2 separate regions of the Anser cygnoides genome follow, and region 1 is linked to region 2. A link is a contact called in public Hi-C data. All regions are on one chromosome and are shown on one strand. Each heading gives the region's core, a stretch centred on a gene start, on an enhancer-like site or on the middle of the called end of the contact. The rest is flanking DNA. Distances are from core to core; before and after follow the strand shown. Region 1 holds the start of SCAF11 (SR-related CTD associated factor 11). Region 2 overlaps ARID2 (AT-rich interaction domain 2).

What was found. Hi-C and Micro-C count contacts between places; a contact is called where the count stands out from the background.
Region 1: a contact with region 2 is called in a Hi-C map of liver, with 3 times the contacts expected there. The contact joins the promoter of SCAF11 here to the enhancer-like site in region 2. A contact is called at or near these places in 2 of 7 Hi-C or Micro-C datasets (both in liver).

Annotation. Positions count from the first base shown.
Region 1 is chr1:33,906,775-33,912,258 of Taihu_goose_T2T_genome, reverse strand. SCAF11 (SR-related CTD associated factor 11) reads left to right here and starts at 1,962. Exons shown (of 15, transcript XM_048065904.2): 1 at 1,962-2,168. LOC106045624 (a long non-coding RNA gene) reads right to left here and starts at 1,648. Exons shown (of 4, transcript XR_001212892.3): 1 at 814-1,648; 2 at 542-667.
Region 2 is chr1:33,807,271-33,813,231 of Taihu_goose_T2T_genome, reverse strand. It overlaps ARID2 (AT-rich interaction domain 2), which reads right to left. Exons shown (of 21, transcript XM_048065822.2): 4 at 5,272-5,405; 5 at 4,239-4,457; 6 at 1,422-1,489. Among named protein-coding and RNA genes, the nearest start is that of ARID2, 60 kb to the right of the region's middle. Within about 2 kb of position 1,296, at least 2 of the 3 cell types and tissues checked have open chromatin away from gene starts, as enhancers often do. A contact at or near this core is called in liver, where this site is marked.

The DNA.
Region 1 (5,484 bases), core at 713-3,212, 98 kb before region 2:
AGATAATAAATGGCATAGGATCATTTCAACGGTGAAGGATACTCCAAAGTAAAAAAAATTCAAATTTACAACACCAAAACACAAGTATTTCCATTTTCCCCTCTGCACTCTATGCTAATCCTAATTTCTGCACTCACGGATAGCTACCGCTTCGCCCTCCAGGAGTTCCACTCTACCATGCCCTGCCTCATCCTTGCTTTTTCATCCACCACCTCCCCTTGATCTACCATATCGTTATTGAAATCTCTTCAGCCCAGGTAGGACTGGAAACCTCTGAGGGCAGGAACTTTGTTGGCACACAGAAAAGCTCAGAACCTGACAGCAGTGAAGTCCCAGGTTTTCCTCTCAACTGTAAACAGTGTACAACACGTGCTCGTCTCCAAAGGTGGATGAGAAAGGGCCAAAGGAGCTCTGGTAATACAGCATACTTTTGAAGCTGTATGAGTAGGTATAAAGGTCAGTGCTGGAAAGGATAAGGATGCCTCTCTTTTACCCATGTAAGATACACGGTCACAGGATCAAACAAAAGTACAGACAGCACCTCAAACGTGATGAGTGTTTCTCCTTGCATTCCTCTCTGTCACTGAAACCTCCCATCAGCTTCCCTGGCTCCTCTGCGCAACGTGATCTGTGCAGCAAGAGGAGCTGACAGCAACGTCTTCACGACCTGTGACAGAAACAGCGAATACCGAGGCTTCCTCTACATCTCTGAGTCTCAAGTGACTTAGGAGTCATTCTAACTACGAGACTCAATAGTGAGTAAAAACATACGGCAGTTCTGTGTACCACGGCCTCCTTGCAACAAAACCTTACCTCTGTGACCGGATAGTCGAACACAGTGCTGTTGTTCCCTCACCATTCCTCCTTCTTAACTGCTTCAGTGTCTTGTTTGAGGGTCATTCAAGATTTCAGTCTACTCAAGATGCATCACTGAAAGTCATCTGTCTTAGTCTGCAACAGGGCTTTCTTTAATCTCATCCTTCAAAACAGCTCATTCCTTTCTTCAGATGATGGAGTTCATTAACCTTAGTAACCCTTAAAGTCAGACTTACCTTACACATTTCGTCGTCTTTCTTCTGTCTGTGCTTTCCTACCTATGGCTAGAGACCTGCTTATTATTACATTTCCCTGCAGCCCGCTAATGAAGCCAGTCCTTCCCTTTCTTCCTCTGCCTCTCCTCACGCGCTGTCCCCACGGGCTGCTCTTACTTAATTCAAGCTCTTCTGACTTAATCCTAAATTAATATTCTCCATAACGAGGTGCCACCACTCTCCCAAGACAGACTCCGACGTGCACCTTGCCCCACCGTGCCCCAACAGCCACACCGCCACACTCCACCAAGCCCCAGCCCGCCACCGCCTCCTGGCCGGGCAGCCTGGTAGGGCGGGCGGCCATCACCCTACCGCCCCCTCGTCCCTCACCCGCCATCGCCATGGCCATGGCCATAGCCATCGCCCCCAGCATACGCAGGGCTGTGCTCATCGCCCCGCTGCGCCACATCGGCCACACCACACTCGCATAACGAACAGACAGAGGCTGCTTTGGGTTGAGTTTATTAAAACGAGGGGCCGAGATGGGTTCAGGTTATTAAAATAGCGAAGAAGGGAAGGCTGTGAAGGAACGAGGGAGCTGACCCTCACACCCCCCCCCCCCCCCCCCCCCCCCCCCCCCCCGTCGCGCTGTGATGACGCCACCGCCGCCCGGGCCGGGCCGCGCCCCTCCGCCTCGCCGCCAGCAGGGGGCGCCCGAGCCCGCCCCGCGCCTCCCCCCCCCCCACCGCCCCGCCCCGCCAACCGGCGGCGGGTCACGTGCCCCCGCCCGCGCCCCGCCTCCCCGCCCGGTGCCGCCCCCCGCCCCGGGAGGACCTTTCCCACAATGCCGCCGCGGGCGGGGCGGTTTGGAGGCGTCTCGCTGGCGGCCGCCACGCCGCCTCCTCCCCTCCCTCCCCGCGCAGCGCCCCCCCGCGGGCCCCGCCGGTACCGCGCAGCCCCGTCCCGTCCCGGCGGACATGTGGCCCGGCGGCCGCTGAGCCCGCTCCGCCGCTCGGCCCCGGAGGCAGGCGGCGAGCCGCTGGAGGAAGCCCCCAGGCGGCAGCAGCAGCAGCGGCGGCGGCGGAGGCGGCGTTGGGGACAACCGGAGGCTCCGCTCCATGGTGGGGACGGCGCCAGGTAAAGCGGCGGCGGGGATGGGGAGCGCCCGGGGGGCGGCCCGGGCCCGGCGGGGCCTTCCCCTCCCTCAGGGCCCGGCGGTGCGGCTGCTCCCGGCCTGCCCGCCCCCGCCGGCCGGCTCCCAAAACGGGGCGGCTCCGGAGCCCGTCCCGGGCTGCCCCACGCCGAGCGGGGCTGGCAGGGGGCTGGCAGGGGGCTGGCAGGCCGCCGGGGCGCCGCCGCTGTGCTCCGCAGCGCTGCCCGTCCTGGGGCTCCTCGGGGAGCGTGCGGGGGGCTGGGGGACCGGCCCGCAGCGTGGCCGGCTCTGACAACGCGTTTGGCACCTGAATGCGGCACGGTTTGGTGGGGCTAACCCCTCTCCTCCCGTAATATTCCCTGCAGAGCAACTTTTCGGGAAGAACGAGGTAGCAGGGAGAGAGCCCAAAGCGTTACTGATATCTGGTATCAGCGACTGAGTTTGCCGCTGGCAAAGAATCGCTTTATAAAAATGTGAACAAACTGTCGTGGCTGCTCCAGCCCAAACGATAAGCGTGTGGTGGATCGGAATGCCCTTGTTGTTGGACAACCGCTTGTGAGGCTTCACATATCTTTTTTTTCAGGAAAAAAAGCTAACTCTAGTGGCTGGTGTCGTGTTTGTGCATCGTTAACGCATCGAGCTTTTAACTCTCCTTTGGGTCAGAGCTTTAAGTGAGTTGTAGTTTAGCGCAGAATTTTACAGTTTGGGTGTTCAAACTTTCTTGTGCATGGGAGAACAGGGGAAGCCTCTAGTCAGTTTGTCGTGGTTTCTTCCTTTCTTAACGTAAAGAGTGGATTTCTTAAATGAAATGTCAGTGACTAAAATCCAATGTTAGTTGGTTGATCATATAGGGTAAACCACGTCTCTTTCTTTTTTTCGTTTTTGGGAAGCTGTACTTGGAGATGCATATGCACCAAAAAAAAATAGCATCCTCTTCTGCCATATGGAGAAGGCTTGGAAAAGTTCCCAAGAACTTCTTCCAAATGTTTCCTTTAGTGTTTGTTCTTTTTTTTTTAATGAATATAATAACTTTTGTTTGCTTTCCTTAGAGGAGACAAGAGAAATGGGGGGGGGAGGGCGGGGTACTATTTAGGTTTTTACTAAAAGTTACAATGTCAGACTTCAACAGGTTTTATTTCAGTAGTTTACAGTTACTGATGCGTTGACCTCCAGAGTGATAGATGGCCCACATAAGAAATACACCAATTTTATTTTATGTTCCACGTGACTTAAAGTTTGCTTCTGATTATGCAGAATGGACAAGAACTTTGTGGCCTCAGAAAAACATCATCTCTCTCTCTCATCCAAATTGTCTTAAAACAGAATGTTTTTAGGCTTTCTCTAATAAAAATAAAACTGGAGGCACTAGTTTATCTTGTGCTCGGATCACTTTAAGACGGGGAATGCTTCTCCACGAATTTGGTGAGTTTTTTTCAATGTTAATTCGTAGAGCTCGAGCACAATACATGAAGGATCTTGAGTTTGACTCAACATGGAGATGTAAGTTTGTTGTTTTACAATTACTCAGCTGTCACTTTTAAACCACCCAGGTGATAAAGAGCTTCTTTTTGCTCTTGACTGACTGTAGTTTGAGTCACACTTTATACATGAGTTTTAGCCTCTGGCTTTATAAAACTTGTATATGGTTCTGCTCGTGATGCGTAATGGTTCTGCTCTGGTTACAAACATCTGCTTCTACCGGTTACAGAGCTTCTTTGCTGAATATTCTCAGTTTTCCATTGCCCTGAGTACTATAAAAAGTGCAAAAACTTAGGTTAGCTAAAGTTTGCTTTATATAGTAATTGCCGTAAGGGTGGTTTGTTTCAGTTAATGTTGTGTATTGGAGGAGTGGCAGAACGCTGTTGGAAAAAGTTGGACGGGCTGACTTGTCGTGCCAGTACCAGAGTTACTGAAACCTGGCCTGCTGAGTCCACTGCTTCAGCACTGCGATTTTCTTTTTCGCCGGCAGTCTAAGCTGAGGGGTAGGAAATGTCCTTCCAGTTAACAGTAACAGAAACGTGCGGTCTAGTTCCTACTGATGTCCAAGAAGATTCCTCAGTGCTGACAACTTGTATGAATGAATTCTGAAATGCATTTGAGATTAAAGTAGGTTTTGTAAGTCTCAACGTTGTTTGTTTTTTGGTTTTTTTTGCCTATTTTGCCAACTTGGAGATAGAACTAGGTTTAAGGTATAAATTTAACACTACAGCCGTAGATATCAGAGGCTTCTAATGTGTGCACTATGTAGAGTGCTTCAGAACAAGAACTAGTTCGTGGCTTTTCGGCAGCATAGGCACGTTTTATTTCATATGTGTGTACTAGTCCGCTGTACCCTGAAGGGCAGTGACCTTGATCTGAGAGGATATGAGCGCGGTGACTTTTTTAAGCCAACAATGAGGTTGTGAGGTTGTTAACTGAGGTGATAGGTACTGTTTGCAAGCTAAAAGCTGTGAACATCTCTTTCCGGGTCTGCGAGTTGCTTGCTTCTGGTACCCCGAACCACCTGAGCACGGACAATTCCCCTGAGTAGGAAGTTAGCGGTGTGCAGTCATGAAATAACACATGAAGGGCTGCAGCTGGTGGAAGGTGAATGCGTGCGTGTCTTTTAATGCTCAGCTGTCCATCACGTCTCTACGTCTAGGTTTGAGGGTGTGCTGAAGGCCGAGCGACTGTTGGAGGGACTCTCAAAGGCTGAATACGCACGATCTGTGCTTCAGTGGCCCACACCAGATTGAACAAACAGTTTTTCCCTGGCAGTTTTATTTTGTTGTTTTAAAAGCCTGTTGCTTGTAGAAACATACTGTTTTACTACAGCTTATTTTTATGGCACTTCTGATTGTTTCTCCAACTAAAAGGCTTAAGGAAAACTAATTAAACTTAACCAAATGTGAAAGTTGTCATTTCTGGGCTGGCAAAGTTGTTAACTGACGTGACAAAGGATGATCAAAATACCGCATTTAATTATCTACGAAGTAGGCAAGATTAAAATAAACTTTGTGTTAAATACATTTAGTAAGGTAACAAATATATGTACACATGTAGGCATATGTGTATCTACACATTACCTTGGTGTACATGGTGATAAAATGAACATTTTTACCCCTTCACCTTTTATTATTAAGTAATACTTTCTGTAAATTATCTTCATATAACACTAGCATTACTCTTTTTTTTTTCCCCCCAGGAAAAAGCAAAATTTGAGTTTTGATGTTAATAATCATAATAATCCAGATATTGGATTATTTTCACTAGAAATTATTTGTCAATCTTCTATAAAGCAAATTTTTTTATACCATTGTG
Region 2 (5,961 bases), core at 47-2,546:
CACTTGCTTAAAAACATTTATCAGAACCATCTGTCCTTATCTATCACAATTACTTACATTTATATAATTAATGAACATATAATGAATTAGAATTCTGTGCAATTTTAAATGTTTATAGATCTAAACATGGTACTTGTTGCTGCTCTAGATCAGCAACAGTCTGTGGCAGTTTAGGGTGAAGATAAAACAGAAGTGTTAAGTGCTTAAAAAAAAACCACACACACACAACCTATAGTACTCTGAACATACTCCTCACTGGAAAAGGTAACATATTATCAAGAATTATTTTTTATGCTTACCTTCAGTACACTTGAACCGTGTTTACAAGTTCATATACTAGTAAAAATGAGAGCTTACCTTTTTTTGTTGTTAACTTTATTTAGGAAATTATGGTTAGGGAATCTATTCATTAACATTTCAACAATATTTATCATTTATCACTAACACTGCAATTGCCCAACTTGTCCCAAAATCAAGTTACATAAAAAAGAAAACAAAAGACAAATGGAAAGAGCTCCTAAAAAATCTCATCTCTATAATAACAATCTTATTAATAATATATCCGAATATATCTTTATACACTGGAAAGACATTTCAGTGTGTAAGAAGATTAAGAAACTGAGCAGAAAACTGGCTATCGGTTTTTAAGAAACTCATCAGGTCACCTTTTCACATTTTCACTTAATAAAAAACATAAATTAGCAACATATATTCTAATCTAGCTTTCCTCTATTTCAGTCTTATAAATTTTCACCTGAAATTCTATTTATGGAAGTTGCTGTATGTTACGGCAAACATGCTGAAATGTGAAACCTCCTTCAGATAACAGTACATTTTGGACTCTCTTTCACCTCAAAATGCTCATCCAGAGTAAGGAGGAAGCATTTACACAAAGCAACTTCTCTTACATTTTTTACGTCATTTCATTACTAATAGAGTACATCATGCCCTCTAGTGGGAAGATAAAAAAGCCTTGCGAATAAAAAAAACCTAACTGAAACAAACTCACAACATTTCTAACTTAATGAAATTTGCCCTATGCTTCTTTTGGCATGGTCCCGATTTTCATAATCCAGCATGTTGGTGGTTGTTTTCTGTTTGTTTGTTTGTTTTTTAATTGAAAGATCACCATTCTTTTCTCTTGCTAAATTTTTCCTTTCCATTTCACATATTAGTTTTCTTTATAAAATGAAACATGGAATCTCTTTATCCATTTGCCTACACCTATCTTTTCTAAATACTTATCTTCCTGCTTATCCAAACATTTTATGATACCTGTGATTTAGTGTCCTACTATATTTAAACAAAAGGAAAAAGATTGAGTAATTCAAGATACCCATGCTAGTATATCTTCATTTTTCTTCCTTTTAAAGGATTTGATACCCGCCATATCCAGTTCAAAATATTATTTTTTAAATTACCTTAACAAAATCTCTATCAGTTTTCTCCTTCCATTCTTCTCCAAATACAGCAGAAAATGATCCTAAAGCTTTAAGCATAAAAAGCAGAATTCAGTAAAAAAAAAATTGAACATTTTGTCTTTTTACTAATCCACAAACTAAATAAAGATTCAACAACACTACAGACTATTCCAGTGTCTCCTTCTCCTTAAAAGAATCCTGTATTAAATTGTATAATATTGCTGAAATTTCTGTAGTAATTAACTACTACTGGAATTTTACAGTTTTAATAGAGAACAACTAGAACTAAAGAATGGACTACTTTGGGAACCCTATAAATAAATAAATGAAATGAAATGAAATGAAAAACTATGGGAAACTTTTCCAGAGCTCTTTTCAAGGAGACATGATGACTGCTCAATTTTCAACCTCACGTCAACAACTAGTTTCCATGTGCAAACACTGCCTTAATAGTTAAGCAAAGTCCCATTAATGTTTTCCAAAAAACAGAAGAGTAGCAGTGATAGTTTGACAGCACTCAACTGAAAGTCAATATTTAAACAGGAAGCGTAATGAGTGTTCTTGGATTTTTGATGGAGCCACCACCAAAGCTTTTCTAATCATTACTGCTTGAAAGCAGCAAGGATAAGATTCAGTCTATCTAAAACTAAGCTTTGTCTTGCAGTAGTTCTGTAATGAACTAATGACAGGTAAAGTTATACTTAAATATTTTGGTTCCCAATGTTTTATTGTTTTGAGCAAAATGCAAAAAATCTGATTTCCAAGACTACATCAGCTTTCAGCTCTTACAGAAACCAAACCAAGACTTATGCAGCATTTCAAATTGTAGATACCAGATACTCCTCAAACCCCTGGGACTGTCCTACTGCATACAATGTAATTGTCATCTCAAACTATTTGGGGCAGGTGGGGAGGGGAGGAGCTGAAAACGTTTTTCTTGTTACCTAGAAACACTGCATTATAAATATTATTACTAACAATGATAACACCTTAATTATAGACAAGCCAAATCTAAAACACACATTACATTTAAATAAAATTAATCAGCTATCATTTTTTTACACCTGAAATTATCATGACAGTATTTTCATACTTAGTTTGCTAATTACAAATTTCATTTAATCACCAAACTTGACAATTTACCTTTTATAGCACAAAAGCACATAAGTATTTCAAATTGAAAAATTAAAATCCATGCTGCAAAAATACGTAAGCATCCCCCTTTTCTTTTCCCAGTTTGTCTTAATTAGTCTTCCTAATGCTGCTGGGACACACTCTGGATTTATCCAGAAGACAATCTCTAGAGGTATCGAGTAAGATAAAAATGAAGGTTTCCCCAGAGAAAGAAAAGAGCAAGCCCATTACATGCTTGTCACTCCTTTTGTCACTATTGTCACTCAAATAGTTTTCAATGTAAGAAATACAGATAGGGGCCAGCTATGAACAAGCCTGTGCTCTGAGTCCAATTTAAGAACTTGAAAAAACACCATCTACCTTTGCAATGTCCAGAAGATCATGAAATAATAACACAAATTTAATTATTTACAAATTTCTAAATCCATAAAAGGATTCCATCAAAGGAATGGTGAGTGATGGCAAACAAAAAATCTAGAGAACAAGCATCCTTGGAATTACTAACATGGTGGGCTATGTTTCACTTTAGCTTCCCTTCAGATATTTTTCTTTGCAAGTTCCTGTGACTGGGGTAGATGCAGATCCTAAATGATCAATATCTAACAGTAACTGAAGGGCATGGACACAAGTCACAAACATAAGTGAGAAGTCAGAAGACACTAATGCAATATTGAGGGGGAGGGGTGCTACAAATCATTATGTAAAAAAGTTCATTTAAACAATATAAAAACAGTGTACAATGTCTAGCATAGATTCTTCCCCAGAATTTTACAACAGAAACTCTGACATACCATACTATGTTTGTGCTTACACATGCAAAGCAGATTTACACTCAACAAATACATATGATCATCTGTAGTAGCAGACAAACATATTTAGCTAAAAATGTTCATTTCAGCTATTTCTTATTGTAAAACTAAAAAAAAAAAAAAATCAGTACATAAAACCAGTAAATAATTCCTCCTCCTCACCATGAGGTAGGAGCTATGCTTTTATGAGTTTTAGGATGGTTTGGGGTTACCTTCTTTTTTTTTTTTTTCTTCCCCTCTCGTTGACAGAAAGACAGACAAGTAATTAACAAGGAACACCTTGGCATGGAGGCCACACTGAACAGCTCAAACAGAAGAATTTATTTCACATAGTAAAGTATTTTGATGGGATAGACTATCTTTAAAAAATGAAGCGCTAACAAATCAAGTATTTCTTATCCCTTGAGTTTTGTTTTCTGAATTTCACTGCAGTTAAATGCAAAGAGCCAGGATAAGATCTTAATGGGTCAGTTTACAGACTGCCCTTTTTTTAATTTTTAATTTGTGATTGCCACTAGAAAAGAAATATGAAAAATCAGTATGTTCCTACGAATTTAGAAGGAAGCAGTAGCACACTACAAGCAATGGAATGCTGTAAATTTGAGCAACTTGAACAATTTAACTGTACCACTACAAAACTAATTCTAAATTTTCATTAAAATGTTAAATAACCCTGCTTTAAATTACCTAACTGAAAAGTTATTTGTAATGTTCAATGTCTGATATAAACAATACTTGTGGAAGAGGTAAAAATGAAAACTAGATACAGGCATGTTACAGTGCAATATATTACAAACGTTTTGGTTATTAAGGATTGTGAACGATGCAACAAACAGGTATTGACTCTGTTGCAAAAATGTTGTCACATACTTACTGTCATCAAACACCCCAGCATTAGCAAGCAGTAATGTGATGATTTTAGGGTCCTTTTCAAGCTGCATGACATGCTTGCTTTCATTTGAAAGAAGAGTACATACATTAATTGCAAAATCCACTTCATTTGGGAGTCCAGATAACAGTGAAAGCACCAATTTATTATAGTCATTTGGTGAATTAAAGTCCATAGACAGCCCATAGCTTTGACGAAGGTAATCTAAATAAGAAAAAAATAATTAAAACAATGTTTTCACAGCTAAACTAATTAATATTCAAACTATATATTGTGCAATGTTATTATGAATGATTATTTTTAAATTAGTTTATTAATAAGGTATTGCTTTTACAGTATTCAATTTATTTTTCCATTTGTCTTTGGCCAAAATGTTGAACACATTCTACCTAGTTGTGTACCTTTCTAGTTAGATATTAATTCCTTCAACATCTCCAGAATGCAAAACTGCAATATGTTCTTCCAACGAAAAGCTTTGAAAACGCAAACTTTAATTAAAGCAGGATATCATTTGGAGTCACTTTCTACACAACAAATTACACATCCCTTCCACAGAGTCCACGAGATTCCGATGTGTTTATTGGTTCTTTTCAAGATTGATACTTTGGTCTGTAAATTACAATGGGGTTGATTCTGGCTTCTTATGCATGAGCTTTGTTCCTCAGATTTTAAAGCTTAATTAATCATATGCTCAACTCAGATATTTGGCTCTGCAGAGAGATGACTGATATGATGGAAACAAAATCTGTAAATTTTCAAGGTACCTTGTTTCAAGAGCAGTAACTTTTGAGCCCTGCTAATTAGAAAGAAACATTTGGAAAGAAGTGCAATAGCTTATGCATACTCATATTAATTTTATTTTGGCTCACAATAGAAAGGTTTTTGAAGTATTAAGTTAACAATTTGAGTGACCTATACATTTGATGGTTTTAATATTATTGTGAACTTATTAATACACTGTAGCTTGTTCCAATATATATATGGAAAAAAATCAAAACTTTTTTCCTCAAAAATTTACCTGACACACTGTGTTGCTGGTAGTTATAAGAAGATGGAATTGCACCAATGGGAAGTTGTGGCTTTGGATTGCCTGGTTGTACCTCATCATCCTCCTCCCCAAAATGATGGACTTTTTCATACTTTTCTAGATAACTGGAATAAAAAATAATAATAAATAAAAAATAGCATAGGTTTTAACATACATAGTATAACTAAATCCTTCATATCCCTCAAGAGATGAGCTGCCAAAAGAAACAAATCGTACAAACATGAAGATTTACTGGAAACAATAGTCAAAGTGGCATAAAACATAAAACGTGAGTCAGACTGACAATAGGTGATACAGAGGATGCAGATATGTGGAATTATGGATTTATATTTCCACTTTCTTCACATTTTTCAACAGCATTTCCTAGCTAAATCACAACCCATTAAGCTCTCTTGTGACTAAGTCCATTTTTTCCAAATCAGATTTTGCGTTAGCTTCCCCAGACAAGTCTGCAAGTCAAAGCATTGTAAAAGTTACTCTGTACAGTTTACCAGTATACTTATTGAGGTCAAGTCCAGAAAAACATTTCCTTCCTTCCTCCTGACCTAAAGAAGAATATATCAAATCCTAGCTATTACACAAGAGTAAGAGAGTGTAGATATACTGAAGGCAGTAATTCAAGGTCAGAAATTCTGAGCCACAGCTGCAACTAATGACTAT